Regions from separate parts of the Sus scrofa genome. Here region 2 is linked to region 1. A link is a contact called in public promoter capture Hi-C data. All regions are on one chromosome and are shown on one strand. The core of a region is the stretch at or near the end of the contact, and the rest is flanking DNA. Distances in the headings are between cores, read along the strand shown.

Region 1 (3,491 bases), core at 283-2,782:
CATCTATTTTGCAGCGTTAATCCAAACTGTCTACCAATAACACTTGGTTTAATATGCTAAATTAGACCTCCCTGGTGTGAAGCCTGATTCGCACGGAGAGGGCTTGAAAAGGCAAGATGGTGGGTAACAGGGCTTGCACACTGTATCAAGCAAGTATTTGGCTATCAGAGTCACGCCGCGTGCACAGCCTGTTCCTTACCCTTTTAATTTCAGTATCTTTGCTCTGTGCTGGGGCAAGCGGCATAACGCAGGATTAAGAGCCATCTGCAAAACCGTAGCGCATTTCACCAGCACCTCCTAGGGGCCATGTGCGGGTATGAGGCTAGGAGGTGGGTACCGGTGCAGACCCTTTCCTTGTTCAGTTTCACCTCGCCCATACACAGCAATCCCCCGGGCTCTGCCGCTCAGAACGCCAGCGAGTTTGTTGAAGGAGTTTGGCGTCTCTAGGAGGCCTTTTAGAGGCTTAAATAAACTGCACGGAAGACACGTTCGATCGCTTGAAGTAATAAACATGCAACACACACAGGGATTTCAAACTGAGTGTTAAGGAAGAGACACCTAAATATACTGTGTCCTTTGAGAGCAAAGCTTCACTATGACACCAAAGTACTCAGATTTATGCACCACCCCAATTTACACACGCATACACACACACGCGCGCGCGCGGTTTAATCTGTAAAGTTCGAGGATCCGGACCGGTTAACACTGACGTTGACATAGCTTTTGAAAGGGTCTACATGCTCTTGCCTGGTTGCTGGGAATGAGGGCTGGGAGGCGCTGGTGCGAGGGCAGAGCTGAGTGCCTGTAGGAGTTGCCGTTCCAGAGAATTCATTACTCTTTAATTGCTCTGATTTTAGATCAGCAGAGCGTGCCGGGCGCTGGTGGAAAAAGAAACTGAGGGCGGACACTGCGAGAGGGAACGAGTCGTTCACCCTCCAGAGCAGTCTAGGCGCTTGTAAGTAATTCACCAGCAGTCGGGAGAAGGAAGAGCCAAGCGGTTAGGCAGTTGCAACACTTGCGCGCGTCTAAATCCAGCTGGGTTCTGCGCGCCGGTCGCGGTCCCTTTCCCCACTGAATTCGCGGCTCCTCCGCGCACCGCTGGTTCCGCGGGGGTTGTGAGGGACGTGGGGGCTCTTGGGTGGGAGGGAAGGGGAGAGGAAGAGGCGCCCCGGCTGAGGTGGAAGCCTCCACCGCTGCCAGCGTTTCGCCCGGACACAGGCACCCCGCAAGCCCCTTGGGATACACGCATGGCACAGCCGCCACGGAGGACAGAAAAAGGGAAGTGTGGGGCTCGGAAAGGGGTAGGAAGCTTTGCCCAAAGGCCAGGCTGCAATTAGGCAGCCGCAAAAGCCCGGCCGCGGAGCTTCCCACCTGCTGCTGTCCCAGCTGGGGCGCAACTTCCTCCTCCCCGGCCCCGCCGGACTCCCAGACCGGGCTCGGAGGGCGGAGGGGAAGGAAGCGGCGGCAGGTTCTCCTCGCTGGCTGCGCCGCAGGCCGGGGTGTAGCATCCTCCCCTCCCCGCCGAGGTTCCCGGGGCCGGCCGCGCGGTCAGGCGCGCTGCGATTGGTCGGCAGCGGCCGGGGCGGGGCCAGGCGGTATCTCCCGGACGGCCTCAAAAGAGCCCAGGATATTGCAGAGCGCACTGGAGCCCTAGCCAGCGCGCAGCCTTCCCCGGCGCCGGCAAGCTGGGTCTTGGGAATTCTGGTTTGCTTTGGCTCACTCGCTTTCACAAACTACTGGATCTTACATGCCTCTGTAACCCCCCACTTCCACTCCATGTCCCCATGCTCCTGCGCCAGCAACAGGTAAGGGCTGCTGTGTATTTTCTTCCCTCCTTTTCTCTTGTTGCCTGTGTATCCTGGGGAGTGGACTCGGGCTGCCGTCCCCGACCCTACCCTGCCCGGCTGCTCCAGAGGTGCCCAGCTGTCACGCTGTTGTAGCGCTCACCCACGCTCCGGAGTCCCAGATCATGCCTATAGAGTTTGTGTGCGCACCAGAACATCCCCAGAGCTAAAAATACTGAGACATGCTTGGAACAGTTGAGCAATAGAAACAGATTTCTCTGCAGCATCTGTTTGTGCTCATAACTTCCAGTGCACCAGCTGTAGCAAGATACAGCGTTTGGAGACAAGGGCGAGGGAGCCTGTGTTCGATTCTCACTCTAAGGGAAAAAAAGGGGCGGGGGCGGGATGGGGGGTGCGTCTGGAGTACTGGTCTCAAATCTTGGCAAATCTTGGCACTCGGTACTAGTCCTGATCCTTGGCGTCTCTCCTCCCCCCCCCCCCTTTGTCATTGCTTCAAGTGTAGCTTCCAGTTCCAAACCGAGCGAGCGTCTCAGAGTTGCTTTCCTGGGGAAGAGAGCGGGAGCTCGGGTTGGCTTTGAGCCTGAAGACCGCAAAACTTTTACATCATCTGTCACTCTCCCCTAAGCAACTTGTTTTTCTTAGTAATAATAGTGTTAATACCGAAATTAAAGGCAGTGTGGTTTCAGGGAAGCACAGTGGTCAAAACGACCTGATTCTGCAAAAGATTGCATCATAAAACATAGACTCATCATGACAATTGAAAAAAAAAACCGAGATAGGAAATGGGCAGTTTATTGCCTGCGTCTGGGTAATCCTATCAGTAGGATCATAACTAGGATAAGGCTGTGAATCCTGGGGATTTTCATAAACTCTGAATTTACCTATTAAGAAATAAGGCATTATTGTAAACGTGTTTTGGCTATGCAAAAAAAATGAATATTGCTTTGTACCACTTCTTTTCTTTCCATATTCATACTCGGTAGGCTGCCAGACTTCTTCTGGCTAACCACTGTTATATGTCTCCTGTATATTACCTGTACACTTGCTAGCTTCTTCCTGCTCACTTCTGCCCCGGCCCCCAAGTGTTTTATTTATATTTGCTATTACCCGGAAAAATCGCCATGTTCAGGAGTAAGAGATGTTTAAGGATGGTGGGAAGCGTGAGAGTTGGGGTCAAGGTCATTTCACTTCGCTTTCAGCTCCTCCCCCTCTCTCTTGGGGGGGGGCACTTTCTTTTACGTTATTGATATCCATTAGGAATATCTGTACCGAACTCTATTGAATTTGACATTAAAAAATAACACGGTATTTCTACTTCCTTCAGACTTTCCGGCTCTAGACTCTCTGGTTGGCTGTAGCGTCCTTGTATGACTTTCGAGTAGTGTGAACGATTGACCACGCTGTTTACCTGAACAGACCGGCTGTTTCAGGCTTTTTTCTTTTACTGTATAGTTTTGTTTACCAAAGAGGTGTATTTTCCAGCGTTTACACGTGCTAAGTGATGCTACATGCATTACTGAATAGGAACCTGGTAGAGCTCACAGAGATAAGCGGGCATCCCTCTCCCCTCCCCCTCGGCCCCTCCCCCTCCCTTCTGTTTACTGCGCTTCTAAGAGGTTACTTCGCTAGCATTTGCGCTCTCATAGCAACATGTGCCCAGAGCACACTCAGGCTCGTCTATATGGC
Region 2 (3,344 bases), core at 249-2,748, 660 kb before region 1:
GTTCCCATTGTGGCTTAGCAGTAACAAACCCAACTAATATCCATGAGGATGCGGGTTTGATCCCTGGCCCTGCTCAGTGGGTTAAGGACCCAGCGTCGCCATGAGCTGTGGTGTAGGTTGCAGACATGGCTCAGATCCCGCATTGCTGTGGCTGTGCGGTAGGCCAGCAGCTGCAGCTCTGATTCGACCCCTAGCCTGGGAACCTCCGTATACCACGAGTGCGGCCCTAAAAAAGCAAAAACAAAAAACAAAAAAACAAAACCAAGGCCTGGATTCAGTTATACTCCTTTTCAAAGCCCTTTTACCATGTCCCAAGTACCTGCAGAATAAAGTCCAAACCTCTGGCCTGACTTTAAGGCCTTGTGCAGTCCACTCTGAATGCAAGGCAGCCTGGTGGCATCCTTGTGTGGGAAACAGGCTGTCTTCAGACTCCCACTGGGCTTGTTCACACCTCCGCAGCCTCACACCCTCAATTCCTCCCTCCTTACCTTAAAAGCACATTTCTGAGTCTGGTCTAATCAGTGATGTAGAAGTCCATGCTCATATCAGCCCAGGTCCCTTCACTCCTGTCTGTTCCCTGCATGGAACAGTCTATGCCTCTCTAGCTTCCCTGAGAAGGGGTGACCCTGTTTTCCACCAGGACGCTTGTCCAGCCCCTAGCTGTGAGCAGTGCTAGATAAACAGATGACCCAAGGTCCTAGAAAGGTGCCTGGAACACCCAAGAAGCTTAACAAAAGTCTGTACATTTTGCTGAATACATTCAAGATATTTGATTTTATTAATTTAAAATAACCACCCACTTTCTCCCTGAGGCCAGGGACTTTCCTCCCCCCAGGTGAGAAAAAAACATCTAAACATTTTAACTCTGATAAAATTGGCTTTGACACACAAAGAGCAGAACTTCCTCTTTTAACCCTTCCAGAAATGAGAACTCCTCAATCTCCCCACCTCCACCCCGCCCCCATACTGAATTTCAGATGGCTCAAAAATAACCGACCTGGATCATTTCTTATTCAATAAAACTTTGCATTTTCTCTGCAGTTACCTCCACCCAGGCAAATCAGTACCAAATTCTCCATGCGAGAAAAAGATTTTTAAAAAATGGAGATGTCAGGGAAAAGCGTCTACAGGCAGCAGTCCAACAGGTGCTGCCCTGCAAGCACTTCAACACCGAAACAGACCTTCTGAGCGGGCCGAGTGCTTCTTAGCCAGCCTAGTATGTTTTTAGCTCCTGTTCCACGAGCTTTTCGACAACAAAAATGCCCGCTCCCCTTGGCCTTGCCCTTTTTCTCCCATCACTTACTACCGAGTGCGTGCCTGACTTGTTTATCTGGACGCAATCTTTGTCGCACCCAGTCATCTCGCTCAGCGACCCGCGCAACCACGTTTCCTTAAATCAGAGCCCGGGGGACTCTGCTCGGGAACTACATTTCCCAGCGGCCCCCGCGCCCTTCGCAGGAAGGACGTCTGCGCACTAAGATACTCAGTTCCAAGTTTGGAGCTTTTAGCTGCCAGCCCTGGCCCATCATGTAGCTGCAGCACAGCCTTCCCTAACGTTGCAACTGGGGGAAAAATCACTTTCCAGTCTGTTTTGCAAGGTGTGCATTTCCATCTTGATTCCCTGAAAGTCCATCTACTGCATCGGTCAAGAGAAACTCCACTTGCATGAAGATTGCACGCCTGCAGCTTGCATCTTTGTTGCAAAACTAGCTACAGAAGAGAAGCAAGGCAAAGTCTTTTGTGCTCCCCTCCCCCATCAAAGGAAAGGGGAAAATGTCTCAGTCGAAAGGTAAGAGTCTATTTGCATTACTTGCAAAAATGCAAAGGGTTGTGCATGCATTTATGAATGCATGGATGCAATTTTCGCCTGGCGATTGCATTTTTAAGTTTGAGGTTTTCCACAGCTCAGTTGCATTTCCTGTTTAGTATGTGTCTTTTTTTTGCAGACACAGAGAGTTCCTGTAAGGCAGGGCTTGCAGTTCAGCTGTGCATTGACGTTATTTGCATTCTTCTGCTAGGATTACTGAGCTCTTTTTGCCTTTTGCACAGTCAGGAGAGATAGAGCAGGTTGGTAGCGTCTAAATGTGCAATGCTTTATATAATTGTAAAATTCTTTGGTATGCACACAAATAATAGGTTCTTTTATGTGCAACAGGAATACAAACTTTTAAGAAGTCTGTAGATGAAGATGAAAGGTAAAACTCGAGTTAAACTAGTAGGAAATTAATGTAATCTTATATTCCTTTGGGAATGAACCGTCGCGGTGCCAGTATTTAGCTAAATTTCCATTGATAACGCTTTGAACATTAAGCAACTTTTGATTTTTAAAGGAAGTAAAGGTGAAGTGTGAATAAATAGCATATTACAAAAAAGCAGACCAGAAGTCTTTCTCTTCCGAGATTTTGCACTTTACACCAATTGCTTATTGGTTACGGGTATTTAGAAGCAGCAGCATGGATATTTTATGTCTTCCCATTTGGGAGATGCTTTGCATCTCGAGGGAAAATACTGGGAGAAAAACTGTACTTTTAAGCATTACACCAGCGTGGGGGGACTGGACTGTTTCATTAACAACCATAATGAAATCTTTAAAGTGTGTAATTGCATATATTTAATCAGCTATAATAGGTCAGAAGTTCAGGGTTATGATTGTTTTGTTTTTTCCTTAAAAAGTTTTTTTTACAAAGTTGTATTTTGCAGGCATAAAGTCACGCTGGGGAGGGGATTAAAAATATACAAATCTTGACATGGCCTTAGGGAGCTGAGGGAGTGTTGTCAGGTGTCCCTGGGACCGTACGTAAGTCACTTGTTTCAGAGCAAATCGTTATTGACCATAGAGAAAGCATATGCCCTGTGAGAAGGTATGGAAAGAAGAGGTGAGTTAGGCACTTAGGTGAGTTAGGCTACACAAGGCACTACATAAGTAAGACCTGGTGAAACCAAAGTGTCCCATAAGCTTTTTGCTACTTTTTGGGGAGTTGTTGCATCACTTTTTAGTTCTATCTGACGGAATCATACATCTCAGTCCAAGGACATAATGTATATTATTAAGAATTCAAAGTGGGGCTTTTCTTTTCTTTGGCTACTGGGGGAAAATGGAAATCCGAAAAGCTAAGAGTGTGGAAGTACCTAGGAATTGATATTATGACGTGCAGATATGTATTAATGTAGGGAAAACCTACCGTCTCCTGATTGAGCAGAGAAATAACAGCTTAGAAGGGGCATTCCATGCTTTGATGTATTGAAAAGATGGCATCGAGTTACTTTGCATTTGGTGTACACTGACTCGTTCATTCGTGTGTGTGTGTGTGTGTGTGTGTGTGTGTGTGTGTGTGTGTGTACAG

What was found. Promoter capture Hi-C pulls out the DNA fragments that hold promoters and counts their contacts.
Region 2: a contact with region 1 is called in a promoter capture Hi-C map of liver, with 4 times the contacts expected there. The contact joins the promoter of MAP2K6 here to the promoter of LOC110255979 in region 1. A contact is called at or near these places in 1 of 5 promoter capture datasets (liver) and 1 of 47 Hi-C or Micro-C datasets (fibroblasts).

The regions. Positions count from the first base shown.
Region 1 is chr12:10,360,395-10,363,885 of Sscrofa11.1, reverse strand. It overlaps LOC110255979, which reads right to left and starts at 1,532. Exons shown (of 1, transcript XM_021066710.1): 1 at 1-1,532. The coding sequence starts at 1,508. The coding sequence ends at 1,026. It also overlaps a transcript of KCNJ2 not described here.
Region 2 is chr12:11,016,771-11,020,114 of Sscrofa11.1, reverse strand. MAP2K6 (dual specificity mitogen-activated protein kinase kinase 6) reads left to right here and starts at 1,498. Exons shown (of 13, transcript XM_013980816.2): 1 at 1,498-1,789. The coding sequence starts at 1,774. ABCA5 (ATP-binding cassette sub-family A member 5) reads right to left here and starts at 1,289. Exons shown (of 41, transcript XM_021068106.1): 1 at 1,182-1,289.